2 separate regions of the Muntiacus reevesi genome follow, and region 2 is linked to region 1. Evidence: chromatin contacts called from public Hi-C data. All regions are on one chromosome and are shown on one strand. The core of a region is the stretch at or near the end of the contact, and the rest is flanking DNA. Distances in the headings are between cores, read along the strand shown.

Region 1 (7,063 bases), core at 1,915-4,414:
TCACTGCCAAGGGACCAGGTTTGACTCCTAGTAGGGGAGCTAAAATACCACAAGCTGTTTGGTGTGGTTAAAAAATAAATAAATTTTAAAAATTAAAATAAACAACAAGGATTTACTGTTTAGCACATGGAATATATTCAATACCTTGTAATAATCTATAATGGAAAACAATCTGAAACTGTACATTTGAAACTAACACAATATGGTAAATCAACTATAGTTAAATAAGGAAGCAAGGTTTTTTGGATCGGATGCTGTGTATGACTTGCTATCATGATAAATCTTATCTAGAACAAGGCACTAGACAGAGACTAAAGCTGTAATTGATGAAGAAATAGCAATCTCTGTATAAGTCACAGTAGGGAAATACTTGGTCATTTTTGCACTTTGGACAATGTTCTTTGTTTTGTCTGATTCAGACATGATTATGGAAAGGCCTTGTTAATGTCTTGATCCATCACAGTCATGGAGTGGCCTTGTCTGATGTTGATGTTCTGTGATCTGCTTTTATGCTGAACAGGAGAACAGGAAGGGCTCCCTGTGAGTGTCAGTCTAGCTCCTGGATATCAGGGGCTACTTTTCTGTTTCTCAGAGCCTGAACTCAGATCCAGGTTCATGTGACTAGAAACATCTCCTGTGTCCACAGGAACTTGAAGAGAAGGATGGCGGATGAGGAATCTCATCTATGAGTTTATTTCATCTACTGCCTTCATCTCCTAGTCAGACTCAACCCCTAAGACAGTCCCTGGGATAATGGTAGGCACTTAATAAATGTTTGCTGAATGAATGGAACAATGAGGATGGGTGTTAAGAACTCGAGAGAGCAATGTCTGAGTGCAAATTGCAGCTCTATCATCTTTCAGTATGTCATCTGAAAACTGTTAATTAAATGTTAAAATTGCATAAGCTTTTAAAAGCTTTTCTTTACCGTTTGTAAAGCAGAGGTAATGACCAAAACCATTCACAAGACCGCTGTGAGGATCAAATGAACCATTGCGTACAATGTGCTGAGGCAAGCTCGGTAAACGTTTGCTATTAATATTTCCAAGCTAAGTAGCCCATTAGTTTTGTTATTGTATGTTTAATATTTTGTCTGCTAGGCATGAAAGCAAAGATCTTGTCTTCTTTTCTACTGCATCACCATGTCAAGCACACAAATGTTTCATACGTAAATAAGTAAATTGGCTAGGACCTGGGCCCTCCCTTCATTTTGAGGGTAAATTTTCATTTTTATATAATTTCTGTCAAGTGAAATAAAAACACACAGTATGACAGCAGTCAGCTTCAATTTTGGGGGGACTTACTGAGGACTATAACCCAGGGGGAGATAGCTTCTTAGAGGAACTGCTCTGAGGAACTGCTCCCAAATGGTAGTGGAAGTCAGTATATACGTGACTTTTATATCTGAAATCACACATATAAATTGTAAAATTTTATAAATCTAAAATAATTGTGTGTGCAGTCAGGACGTCCCTGGTGGTTCAGTGGTTAAGAATCCGCTGGCTGATGCGAGAGATGCAGGTTCAATCCCTGGGTCAGGAAGATTCCCTGGAGAAGGAAATGGCAACTCACTCCAGTATTTTTGCCTGGGAAATGTCACAGGCAGAGAAACCTGGTGGGCTACAGTCCATAGGGTCACAAAGAGTCGGACACAACTTACATGCAATCAAGTACACATCTTGAAAGAAGTTTGCTGAAAGTCACGAGAAACACGTATCTCAGTTAATGACAAACATTTTTCTAGGTATGATAAGATGCAAGTAGTTGGGCTCCTAGAATTTTCTCCTGAAAATACCTAACCATCTGACGGCCTGTTCTGCCAGTTTTCCCAGTGTACAGAGTGCCTCGTTTCTGATCTCCACCCCCAAACTCCCTTCTTTGTGTGTTGGAGGTCAGAGACTACGGGGGCTACTGACTCAATCTTCATAGAACCAGGTGTCAAGAGACTTTCTTCAGGTGATATTTAAAACTAAAAGAAAAGTTGCAAAAATTATGTAAGGAGCTTCCACATATCCTTCACCTAGATTCATCACTTGTTTACTATTTTGCCTCATTTGCTTATTCTCTCAATTTTATACATTTTTTGGGAATCATTCGAAATTAAGTTGGAAACATTGTGCCCTTTTACCCCTAAATAATTTAGTGAATATTTCCTAAGAAAAGGGGAGTTCTCTTAACAGATAACAGCAATACTATGATCAAATGTAGAAATTTAAACACTGATACAATTTGTATTAACAGCAAAACCACAATCCATATTCAAATTTGATCTCTTTCAGGAGGCACATGATCTTTACTTGACCTATAACTGATGATGTTAACTCTGATCATTTTGATTCACTTGTCCTGCAAGGTTAACCTCTGTAAAATTCCTATTTTCCCTTTGTAGTCAATAAGTAATTTATGGGAGACGCTTTGCCATGTAACCATCCCGTCCCTCCAGGTTTACCATCCATTACTGGTTTTCTAATTCCATCATATTTGATGGTCAGCATTCTACTAAAAGGTTTCCCAGGTGGCGCAGTGGTAAAGAATCCACCTGCCAATGCAGGAGAGGCAAGAGACACAGGTTCCATCCCTGGGGTGGGGAAGATCCTGTGGAGTAGGAAATAGCAAGCCCGCTCCAGTATTCATGCCTTGAAAAATTCCGTGGACAGCGGAGCCTGGTGGGCTACAGTTCATGGGGTCACAGAGTCCAACACGGCGCGCACACACACACACACACACACACACACACACACACGACAGACACACCACATAGTCTACTAAAAGGAAGAATTTCCTCTCCTCCAAAATTTATTTAATCACTTCTTTATTTATATCAGTAAAGACTCACTGGGTTACCATTTTAGTCAATCAGTTATACTCTGTTCCACTCATCATGTATTTTGCTCAAATTGGGCCAATTTGGCCATTGGATCTTCAAGTTAGCTCATGTGTCCTTGAACATATTCTCGTCAGTCTGATTCCCATCATCCTTACACATTCCGTTCCAAAACGTTCCAAGCTTGTCTGACGCTTTCCGTGGTCACACCTTGGCTTTCTCAAAGGATTCCAGACAGTCCTTGTGGGTTTTTTTTTGCTTCCTCCCGGCAAGCGGAACCTTAGAGCCCAGGATCTGGCCCGGAGCACAGCGCAGCGGACCAATCTCTTCCGGTTTTGGCCGGAAGTTCATCGGAAAGCGGCGGCTCTGCGTCAGCTGACCAGAGTCCGCGTAGGAGGGCTCCGAGGTCCGGCCGGACAGACGGACCCAGGTAAGAGACTGGCTGAGGGACCGACGGGCTGACAGGCTGGGGCGGCCTTTGCGGCGTTAACTGAGCAGAGGCAGGTACATAAGGGGTTAGGGGGTCAACTCGGGGCAGTCCAGGTTGAGGGACGGGGACCGGTTGCCGCCCTCACTGGGCGCACGGACTTCGACACTTGAGCCCAGGAGCGCAGAGACTTCAAGCCCGACTCTTGCCCAGGCCCTCCTTCCCAGAAGGGAGTTCAGGATTATGTTGTGGTCTTTTGTCCACTGATTACAGTTTGGGGAAACTGAAGGCTTAGTAGAGAGAAGGCTCCCACAAACTCCCCTCTCCAGTCAGGAACTCACTCTTGACTCCCAGTCGAGGCCGTTTCTCATGTGGGGGGTGCTTTTAATGAGTTTGCCCCCAGTGGAGAAGCCGAGGCCGGGAAGCGGGCTGAATAGAGTTGGGCTTGGAAGAGACCAGAGCTGGAGACTTCGCCGCCAACAGCCAGTTGTGCTTTCTGCGCCAAGTCCCTTCCCCGTACCAGGCCTGTTTCCTCGTTTGTAAAATAGGGCAGTGTTTCTCTAAGTACGGTTCTCACAGCCTATGCTTTGAAATACCGTGTGGTGCATACTTCACGGTTCCGGACTCAAATAAGAGCTCTGATTTAGAATCTGAGTCGGAACCAGGGAAACTGCATTTTGAACATACTCCTTGGGGATCCTTTGCACACCCATGTTTGAAGCCCACTAATGGTAAGTGCTTTCTTGCTGTGGGTTCTAGATATCCATTCTTTGCTTTGAGCAACTGGAACTCCTTTAGTGTCTTTGGAAGTGGGCGGGGTGATGTTTAGCCCAGAAAAGAGAGCAATGGAAGGGAACTGTCATCAAAAGCATTGTTACAGTGAAGAGAGCTTCCACTTCATCTTTGCTGTTGAAAGAGGCAGAAACTAGGACCAATAGGTGGATTCTACAGGAAGACAAGATTTTAATAAAAGAACTTAAGGCTGGTCACAGGGGACCGGCAATGGAATGGATTGCCTCCAGAGGTGGTGTACTCTTGTCGAAGGAGTTTTTAGATGAAAGTCCTTTTCAACTTTAAAGTGTCTAATTCTAAGTAGTTATTTTGAGTCTTCTCTGGTGCTGACTTCTTTTTTTTTTTCTGCCCTCTTTTCTTAACATCTACGTTCCCCCAGCCTACATCTCCTAAAAGTGAGGCCAGTGGATCTGAATTTATGTAATCTCTTCTTTGTTCTGTGTACCATTCTTTTCAAGGACTTTGGAATGGCCCATCTGATCAGGGCCATTAATGTTTGTTGAATGAATAACTAAGAAAGGTCCCCACTCCCTCAGTTTGGAGCTTATTGTCTTAGCACAACTTGGAAATCAATCTGAAGACTTTGTGATTGATGAGGAAAAGCCAGTAAACTCTTTGGACTCAGTTGAGGAGCCTGTGTTTGAAAGACTCCCTTGAGGTTGTTCAAGCCAGCCTCCCCCCAGCCCCAGGACATAAATCCCTCTTCTTCTCTCTAGCAGTGTGTTGTTATAGATGATGTGTCTACTGGGAGAATTTTTGCAATCTCTTGGCTAACTTCAGCATTTAAAACCAGTTCTTTGATGGACTTGACTTGCCAGTGCATCCTCACCCGTAATCTGCAGATAATGCTTCTAGCATTACTCTTAGTACTCTTCTTAGTAGATACTCTTCTTAGTATCTTTCATTTTCTAATTAAACGTTAAAGCTGCTTATTTTGTGATTTACAAAATTCCAAGCAGATCACTTTTTAAAAACCAGTTAGAATGCTTAGGTTGCCCTATGGAACAGAGGTTCCTTATTATGACCCAATCCTGCTGACATGCCTTTGCCAAAAAAGATTGGATTTGAGCCAGGACTTCCTGCTTATGTTTATTCTTCCTCCCTTTTTTGTGTTTCCTAGAATTTTTTTTTTAAGTTGTGAAGTGCTTATTCAGATGTTATCCAGGCGCTGAGTAAAATGGTTTTAATTTGGTGGTGTCTTTAAAACTTTTCAATCTGATGTTTTCCTTTTAAAAAAGTAACTTAATCAGCATTTCCATAGTGTGTTCTTCAGGCCACTAGTCTGAAGAGAAGCCTCTGAAAAAAGTATTCTGTGATTAAAGTAAGTTTGGAAAAAGCTACGTATGATTATCCCTTCTTAGAGCTTCTCAGTGTGTAGGATCTTGTCAAAGGCACTGAGACGTCAATAAGAAACGTGCCTAACCTTGTTTAATCTAGTGTTGCCAAACTTAATTGATGTGAAGCACCTTTTTTTTTTTTTTTGAGTAATTGAAGCACACTGGCAAATTCAGACCCAGAGCGGGAGTCTGCAGTCTGGGGCCCAGATCTGACCCCACTGCCTGTTTTTGTGTGGCCTGTGAGCTGGGAATGGTTTTTTACATTTTTTTAATGGTGTAGATTACATCCAAAGAGGAAGAATATTTTGTGATATGTAAAAATTATAAGAAAATCAAATCTAAGTTTCTACAAATAAAGCTTTATTGGAACACAGCCACCTCCGTTAATTTACATACTGTTTTTGGCAGCAGAGTTGAGTAATTGCCCCCAAAACCACAAGATCTGCTAAATCTAAAGCATTTACTATATAGTGCTTTTCAGAAAAACGTGCCAACCGCTGACCTGCTCCATGTACTTTTTTTCTTTTTCTTTTGAAATGATTTTAGACTTCCAAAAATAATACATAAACTTCAAGTGTACTCTTAACCCAACTGTCCGTAATGTTAACATTTACATAACCATAAAAAATTACCTAATAAATTTAGCATAAATACAGTACTACTAACTAATCTATGGATTTTATTCAAGTTTGCTGTTTGTTTCACTAATATCCTTTTTCTGTTCCAGAATCCAATCCAGTTTCCCACATTGCATTTAGTATCAAGTCTTAGTCTCTTCAATCTGAAACAGTTACTCAGTCTTTTTTGGCTTTCATGAATGTAAACTTTTTTTAAAAAGATAACTTGATTTATTTATTCATTTATTTTTGGCTGTTCTGGGTCTTTATTGATGTGTGGACTTTTCTCTAGTTGCAGAGAGTGGGGGCTACTCTCCAGGTGTGGTGTGTGGGCTGCTTCTTGTGCTGGCTTCTCTTGTTGCAAAGCACTGGCTCTAGGCATTCAGGCTGGAGTAGTTGGGGCAAGTGGTTTTAGTATTGCAGCTTATGGACTCTAGAGCACAGGCTCAATAGCTGTGGTGCACAGGTTTAATTACTTCTTGGCATCTGTGATCTTCCTGGATCAGTGCAGTGCCTCCTGCATTGGCAAGTAGATTCTTTACCACTGAGGCAACAGGGAAGCCTGACTGTAAACTCTTGAAGAAAACGGGCCAATTATTTTGTAGATGTCTCTCAATTTTTTTTGGGGGGGGGTGGGATAAGATTCATATATCCTGAAATTCATCACTTTAATGTGTGAATGTTCACAAAACTATGCAGCCTTTACCACTGTTTGAATTCCAGAGTATTTTCATCACCCCAAGAGGAATCCCTGTGCATGTTAGCAGTTTCTCCCTATTCTTCCCTCTTCCCGTCTCCTGACAGCCACTAATCTGGAATCATGTAGCATGTGGCCTTTTGTTTCTGGCTTCTTTGATTAAGCATAATGTTTTAGAGTTCATCCATGTCATAGCATGCGTCAGTACTGCATTCCTTTTATGGCTGAGTAATATTCCACTGCGTGGATATACTGTGTTTTGTTAGTTGCCAGTTGATTGACATTTGTTTCTGCCTTTTAGTTGTTATGACATGCTGCTCTGAACATTCATGTGCAAAGCTTTGTTTGAACATATTTTGAATTCTTTTA
Region 2 (7,063 bases), core at 1,851-4,350, 140 kb before region 1:
TGGTGCATTGAAGCTGCCTTGAAGCTGTGTAACCTCTAGCATGTAATAATCTCTCTGAACTTCAGTCTTCTCAAATGCAAAACAGGAATAACCCTTACTCCAGTAGGATTGCTAAAAAACATTATTTCTGACCATGTTTAAATGTGACTGGCAGAAGCCACAGTCCCTGGTAGCTCAGATGGTATGGGTCAGATGGTAAAGAATCTGCCTGCGATGCAGGAGACCCAGGTTCCATCCTGGGTTGGGAACATCCCCCAGAAAAGGGGATGGCTACTACTCACTCCAGTATTCTTGCCTGGAGAATTCCATGGACAGAGGAGCCTGGTAGGCTACAGACCATGCGCCGCAGAGTCAAACATGACTGAGCAATTAACACTTTCACTTTTCACTATCATTTTATTATCAAATACAATCTTTGGGTAAGCTAAACAAGAACCCAGAATCAAGTCTCCTTCAATGGTCTTCCAAGATCATCACATAGTCTGTCATTCCAAATTTGGTCCCTCACCCCAAAACTCAGAAATGAATTTATCAAACACAATCTGTGAACATCTAAGTGGCCTTCAACTGTTTGTTCTTAATGTGGCAACTCAAATACAAACAAGGATACTAAAGGTTCTGCTCATGGCTATGCTACCAGCAAGATGGGTATAACTTTTGATCAGAGGCCTTATCTAGTTGGATTTCAGATTCATCAGCTGCAACATGAAACTACACCTAGGTGACCTCTACAATCCCTACTCTAATACTCTAGTTCAGTAAGAACTTTCCTAAACAAAACCAGGCTCTCATTCTGCAATTCACTACTCAGAAAAATTTTATTTCCTCCATAGGAAAAATAGCAAACAAAAAATTACAGATACAAACATGTGGTTCTTTTCTGTAAATGGTTATTGATTATTGTACTATTACTTGACAACTAAAGTTACTGTACTAGTACTTGAAAACTAGAGTCTATATTCTCAATCCTGAAGATGGTTCTTCTGACCTCTGGACCATTCATTAAGCTGCTCACCACCTCTCTAGCATTAAAATGAGAGACTTACCTTCATCTCAAAAATGTCAAATGAATGTATTAAAAGACTAAACAATGATGCCCTCATTGCATCAACTCCAAGAAAGTGGGCATAAGGATTAACCTTGAAATATTCCAGATCAATGGAGAGATGGCAATCTCTTCACAAACTCAAAGGAACACAGCATTTATTCAATGATTTGTGAAACTTTGGGGGTAAGGCTATTTAAATCATGAATTTAATCAAGTTATCACTTCCTGCTTAACATATTAAAAACTATATTGGATGAGGACAAATTTCCCAGAAAAATAAAGCAAACTTGTTTTCTGGGAGGAAAAATAACTTCTTCTCACAAGCTGTCATTTAAATGTCTTCATTCTTTTTTCTTTTTTCCTTCTTAAAAAAAAAAGACTTGTTACTACACAACTGTATTGGCTGTTTTGGCTGTTGTCACCAAAGACAATGGGTTGAATAGAATAGTCCAATTTTTGGCGATCCAAGATGAGTACTTGTTGGATTCCTATCAAACACTTGAATGAAACTCAATATACAGACTCCAAGGAATTAGTTTGCCTTCTATCAAACAAATTTTGATCCAGTAAAGGAAGATCATATTCTTCTGGATTAGCAACAAACATTTCACTGATCTCAGTTCTTCCATACAGAGCTCAAGACTCCTCCAGTGACATATCCCAAAAAGTAAAAATGCAAAACTTCCTGGGAAAAAGACTTCCATATCAATATCGAGCAATGAGTTATCAGTGACCTCAGAGGCACCTACAGAATACTTACGAATTTGTATGTAGATATTCAAAGGTTAGCTGAGCTCGATTCAGACTGCTGTAATTCGTGAAAGCCATGAGTGCGGTGATGTCTCCAGTTCTTTAACCACTAATCGGGAAATACAAGTTACAACGGAATAGATTTTTCAGGACTCCTTCCAGTAAAAATTTGGTAAATCTGTGCTCCTCAGTTAAACAAAGTTATTAGTTATCCATCTAAAATATATTCAAAAAAACGTCTAAAACAAAAACTGATTTCTTCCTTAAATTTTTTTATCCTCTCAATGACTACGATGTAATATTTTGGAAGAAACTACATCATAAATCTGTAGTCTTAAGGAACACTAACATTAATTTGCGATAATTCACTGAGTGGAATGTGGTTCGTCCTAGAGTAGCTGATACTGGAGTTGGCGATTTAATCACTGCTCCATCTTCGTGTTCTTCCGAGTTTTTTGTTGTTGTTCCTCTAAATTTCCTGTGAGGAAATTCACCAATCCGGAAACTTACCAATCCGGAAGTCTAGCAACTTCAGTCATAAAATTGGACAGCCACACGTCTTCGCCATCAGTGATCCCAGGATCCTTAAATAAGCCCCAAACTGGCTATCACGATGTTGCTCGAGTGCATATGGCGTTAGTTCCGGCTTCACCACCTACCAACTGAAAAATTTCCTAAGCGCTGAAGGCCGATTTCCGTTTTCAAAGCCCAGATCAAACCTAGCTTGCTGTGCGCCCCAATCTCCTCAAGATAGTGAGTCAAATTACCTCACAGTGGCCCACTATGTCGCCACAGAATTGACCCACCCAATCAACTCAGGCGGGCGGCGCCCCTCCCCCTTGCCCTCAGACAGCGGCCTCAGCCTCTCAGGCCCTCACTGGGCCTTGGTCCCGTGGTCTCCTCTTCACGGAGACAAGTTAGTCCCAGTTTTCAAGGCCCGGATCGAGGGCAGTGGCGAGCGCACCACCCGACTGGGCGTTGCCCGGCGCTCACAGCTGCCTTTGTCCCTCCCCACGGAATTGGAACCCAACAACCGCAGGGCGCTCTTGGAACCATGTGCTGCCGCCACCTCCGCGTCCGCCGCTGCCGCCGCCGCCGCCGCCGCGAGACCAGCCGCCCTCGCGCCGCGTTAGATGAGATGGTGACAGGACTCAGCGCTACAAAATTCGGCGTCTAGGGCTGCTCCGCCGAGGCCGCCACCGCCACCTCTTTGTCTCCACCAGTGCACACAACCCGGGCCGCCTCGCGCACTCCCCGACGCCCCTAGTCCCCGAGGCCTCCGCGGCGCATTCCGCCAATCACAGAGCCGCAGTTCCTCCCGCCCCCGCCCTGATGCGACGCCTCCTGATTGGCGGGTAGCGTGTCTCCACGTGACCGGATTTTGTTAGCCGGGCCCGCCCCTGTCACGTGAGTGCGCGCGCCTCTCTTCCTGCTTTCTTGACCCTCTCCGCCATTTAAAGAAACAGTACCGGGGGCGGGCCGAGCGACGCAGCCGGGACGGCAGCTGCAGCGCGGACCGGAGGAGCCATCTTGTCTCGTCGCCGGGGAGTCAGGCCCCTAACTCAAAGAAGCCCTGGCGCGCCCTCCCCCCCTTCCCGGTCTGGTAGGGCGAAGGAGCGGGCGCGCGGTCGATCGAGCGATCGGTTGGCGGCTCTTTCTCCTGCTCTGGCATCCAGCTCTTGGGGCGCAGGCCCGGCCGCCGCGGCGCGCGCCCGGTGGCCGTTGGCGCTCGCGCCGCGTCTTTCTTCTCGTACGCAGAACTCGGGCGGCGGCCTATGCGTTTGCGATTCGACGAGGAGTCGTCCGGGTGGTTGGCGGCGGCGGGCAGCTGCTCCGCCCCGCTCCCGGGGAGGCGGCGGCGGCGGGATTTGGCGCGGCCGGGGAAGCTGGGGTGGCCGGGGCCGGCCTGGAGGCCTGGCGCCACCCTTCGGGGCCTGCAAGGACCCAGTTGGGGGGGCAGGAGGGGGCCGGGGGATGGTTGGTGGTGGGCTTTCTACTTTGCCTTTTCCTCCTTATGCCGCCTTAGTGAGGGGCGGGAGCTCTGGCGGCAACTCCGGGGTGGAGAAGCAAGCTCCGGAGTCGGAAAAGCGGTGTTTGCTTCCGGGCCTAGCCACCAGCTGGCCGAGTGACCTTAGGCAAGTCACTCAGTAATTTGTCTGCGCCTCAGTTTCCTCCTCTATCAACGTTTGTGGGATTGAAAGCGCTTTGTAAACCATAAAGCGTCAGTGGATGAAAGGAATGATCATTGTTCGTTATGGTTGGCTTTTTTTTTTTTTTTTTTTTGGACTTGTAAGAAAACTTAGAAATTCCCAATCCTTGGATATTGAACCTGGAAATCTTGGATTGGAGATGGAGATCCCCAAACTCCCTGAAATTGTGTGCAGAAGTTAGTGGGAATATGCAATTTAGGGAAATGAGGATCCATCGCCAGCAAGTTTTCAGAGGGGGCTGTGACCCGGAAGAGTTAAGAACCACAGTTCCTTTGCCACAAGGAGGAAACTGAGGCCTAGATGTCATTTGGGACCCGTCACAACCAAGTTGAAGCCCCTGTTGAATCCCTGGGATATGTGAGCTGTTCTATGCATAGTGAATATTCGGGGTAACAACACTCCACTGCTTGGCTTCTGAGTCCTTTCACTATGGGTTGCCTGAAGGGTGGTTGATGCTTATGGTACAGTGGCACCCAATATAAAGCAGCTGAAAGTAGGAGTGGATGTGTTCTCTAGTGTCAAGAAACCTATTCAATTTTTGGCCCAACAACTTTTTATTTTCTGGTGCCTGACTACCTTTCTGACTCATTAACCATTTTCCATGACCATGGTTGCCATCCGTTACTTGCTCTTGTTTTATATTCTTAGCTCCGTGTGGTTGGTGGTGAGCAGGCTTATTTTTAAATGGTGCTGCCAAGTCCAGCTAATTAATGGTGCAGGTGGGTTTTTAGCAAACTGTCTCACTGGAATAGACTGAACTAGACATGGAATTCCTGAAGATGTTTGTCTTTATTAATTGAAGGTTGACATGCTCTGAAAAGTTTTGTTAGAACTTCTTCTGAACCTCAAAGTCAGTAGTTGGAAGTGTTTCAAACCTTAACTTTCCTCCCCGCCTGCTTTGTATTCTCTTTGCTTGCAAGTGTGTTATTAAGATGGCCAAAATGCCAATTTTTGCTTCTTTGTTAATTGTCAGCTGCTTTTTATCAGATTCCAGGCCATTGTCCAGCAAACACTATAGAAATGTTTGAACACTTGGATTTCAAACATTTTCGTTTTGTGGAGTGGTGCTTACCGTGGTACAGCTCTAAGGAAGCAAATGCAAACACACCTAAGTGTTTTGTCTGTTAGGTGTTAGCCGATTCTGCTATTTCATACAAGTGTCTGGAAAAAATCTATTGACTGTTCCCTTTACCTGGAGGGCAGAGACAAATGATCTCAATTCCAGAGAAATGACTGTTTTGGAGACAAATGTGTTGGTCTTTTAGCTCTTTTGTAATTAAATCTGGATGTACCTCAAAAGAATCTTGAGACTGTGGTGATACGATGCTTTCCTCAGGAGAAAGGAGGAAAAAACCAACTGGAACTCAAAGCTTGAAATTCTGTGACAAAACATGACCTGTCCAGAATAGGAGGTTGAAAGGGTTTCACTACAGCGTTCTGCACTCGCTGGAACCCATGTCTTTCAGTGTAGTCACCGCATGGGCTCTAGATTTCCAGAATTTCAAGAACTGCATCTGGGACCTGGAAGAAAATACCAGGGTGTGACAGGAACTCGGGAGCTGGACTTTTTTATTTCTGAATTTGAGGATTGTTGTCCTTGTTTTGAAAAAGAGACAATGACTGAGCAAGCACTGCCACCAGCGCTGTTACTGGGAATTCGGAGACCTGAGTTTTCGCCAAACCCTCAGTGCAAACTCTGGCGATGCTCCATCCAAAGTGAACTACGGTACTTGCCATTTTCCAAGATGCCTTATTCTTTACCATCTCTGCTCTTTTTTCATGCTCTCTTCTCTATCCTGGAATACCTTCCTCTGCTTCTTCATCTGTCAAAACTGCCATTTCCTCAATATCCAACTCAGATGCTCTCTTCTCCATGACTCTCTTAACCTTAGCAGAAATTAACCTTTTTTTAAGTTTTTTGATGTCTTTTTGTATATCTTTTATTTATCTTTGTATACAGCAGCTTATAAAGTACTTTTTTGTGTGCATTGCATTAGTTCTCCTTACAGGTAACAGCCCCTTGAAAGCAGGGGCCTTGTCTTGGGAACTTTTGCCCAGACAGATTAACCACATATGATGAAGCTTTAGTAGAAAGAAGAAATTTAGAGACCAGGCTGTTGCCAAATAGGCACTCAATAAATATCTGCTTAGTTGCTGTGTGATAACCTAATTATTCTTGATTGTTGAAAAAGTCACTAGTTATGGGCCATGTCTCTTCCTTTACTTCATGTTTTATTAATTTTTAATTCTAGCTTTAAAAAGATTTTAGGGATCCCTCAAATATGAAGAGAAACATCCATATTGCATTGGGTATAATAGAGGAGTGCAAGGGCAAGAGTTTTATTCCCTGTATACCTTACAGTTTCCTGCTCAAGATGGAATCTTATTAAAATTAAAGTTAAGGATAAGTTTTACAAGTATTGATATGAGGCTATAAGACAGTTTGTGAAAGGCATTGGAAAAGGAAGAACAGCAGTGTCTCCTTTGCTTTCGTGTTTGTATATCAACTTCAATCCAGTTCTCAGACCACCTGGGAGACACTTTGTTTTCCCCCACCAACCACTGCCCAGGAATCTGAATACAGATAAATTACTCCCCCAGAGTATGAGAATTGGAGCCATTCCTATTTGCTGCTTTTCTAAAACAATTTGTCCTCAAGAGTCCAAAAACAGTCTTTGCTTGAGAATTCTCTGTTCTTATCATCACTGATTATTAATCATAAGTTCCCCCCTCCCCCCCACCACTGCATTTGTCAAGAATCAGTATCCATCAGGCAGTGGATGTGCAGACAGCAGCCCCACCCCAATGTCCTGTGTTTCTGATTCCAAGCATTTGTTATCTCATATGTTTTGTCACTCTCCTCTCCAGTCCTGTGCCTCCTGGTTGCCGAGTGTTCACCTGGATCTTCTGATCACCTTTGTGCTATTCCATCAGCCTACAGATCTGGTACCTGGATTTTTGCCCATGGTGATGGATTCTGCCACCTCATTACTGAAGAAGACATCATTCCAGTGGACCACTGTGATCTAGGAGGCGTATCCAGCGAATCATCATG

The links. A called contact is a pair of places that touch in the nucleus more often than the background predicts.
Region 2: a Hi-C map of muscle shows a contact between it and region 1, with 2.8 times the contacts expected there. The contact joins the promoter of MORC2 here to the promoter of RNF185 in region 1. A contact is called at or near these places in 2 of 3 Hi-C or Micro-C datasets (blood and muscle).

Annotation. Positions count from the first base shown.
Region 1 is chr13:3,950,179-3,957,241 of mMunRee1.1, reverse strand. RNF185 (ring finger protein 185) reads left to right here and starts at 3,164. Exons shown (of 7, transcript XM_065904303.1): 1 at 3,164-3,254.
Region 2 is chr13:4,090,510-4,097,572 of mMunRee1.1, reverse strand. MORC2 (MORC family CW-type zinc finger 2) reads right to left here and starts at 3,100. Exons shown (of 27, transcript XM_065904320.1): 1 at 2,309-3,100; 2 at 1,809-1,907. The coding sequence starts at 1,876.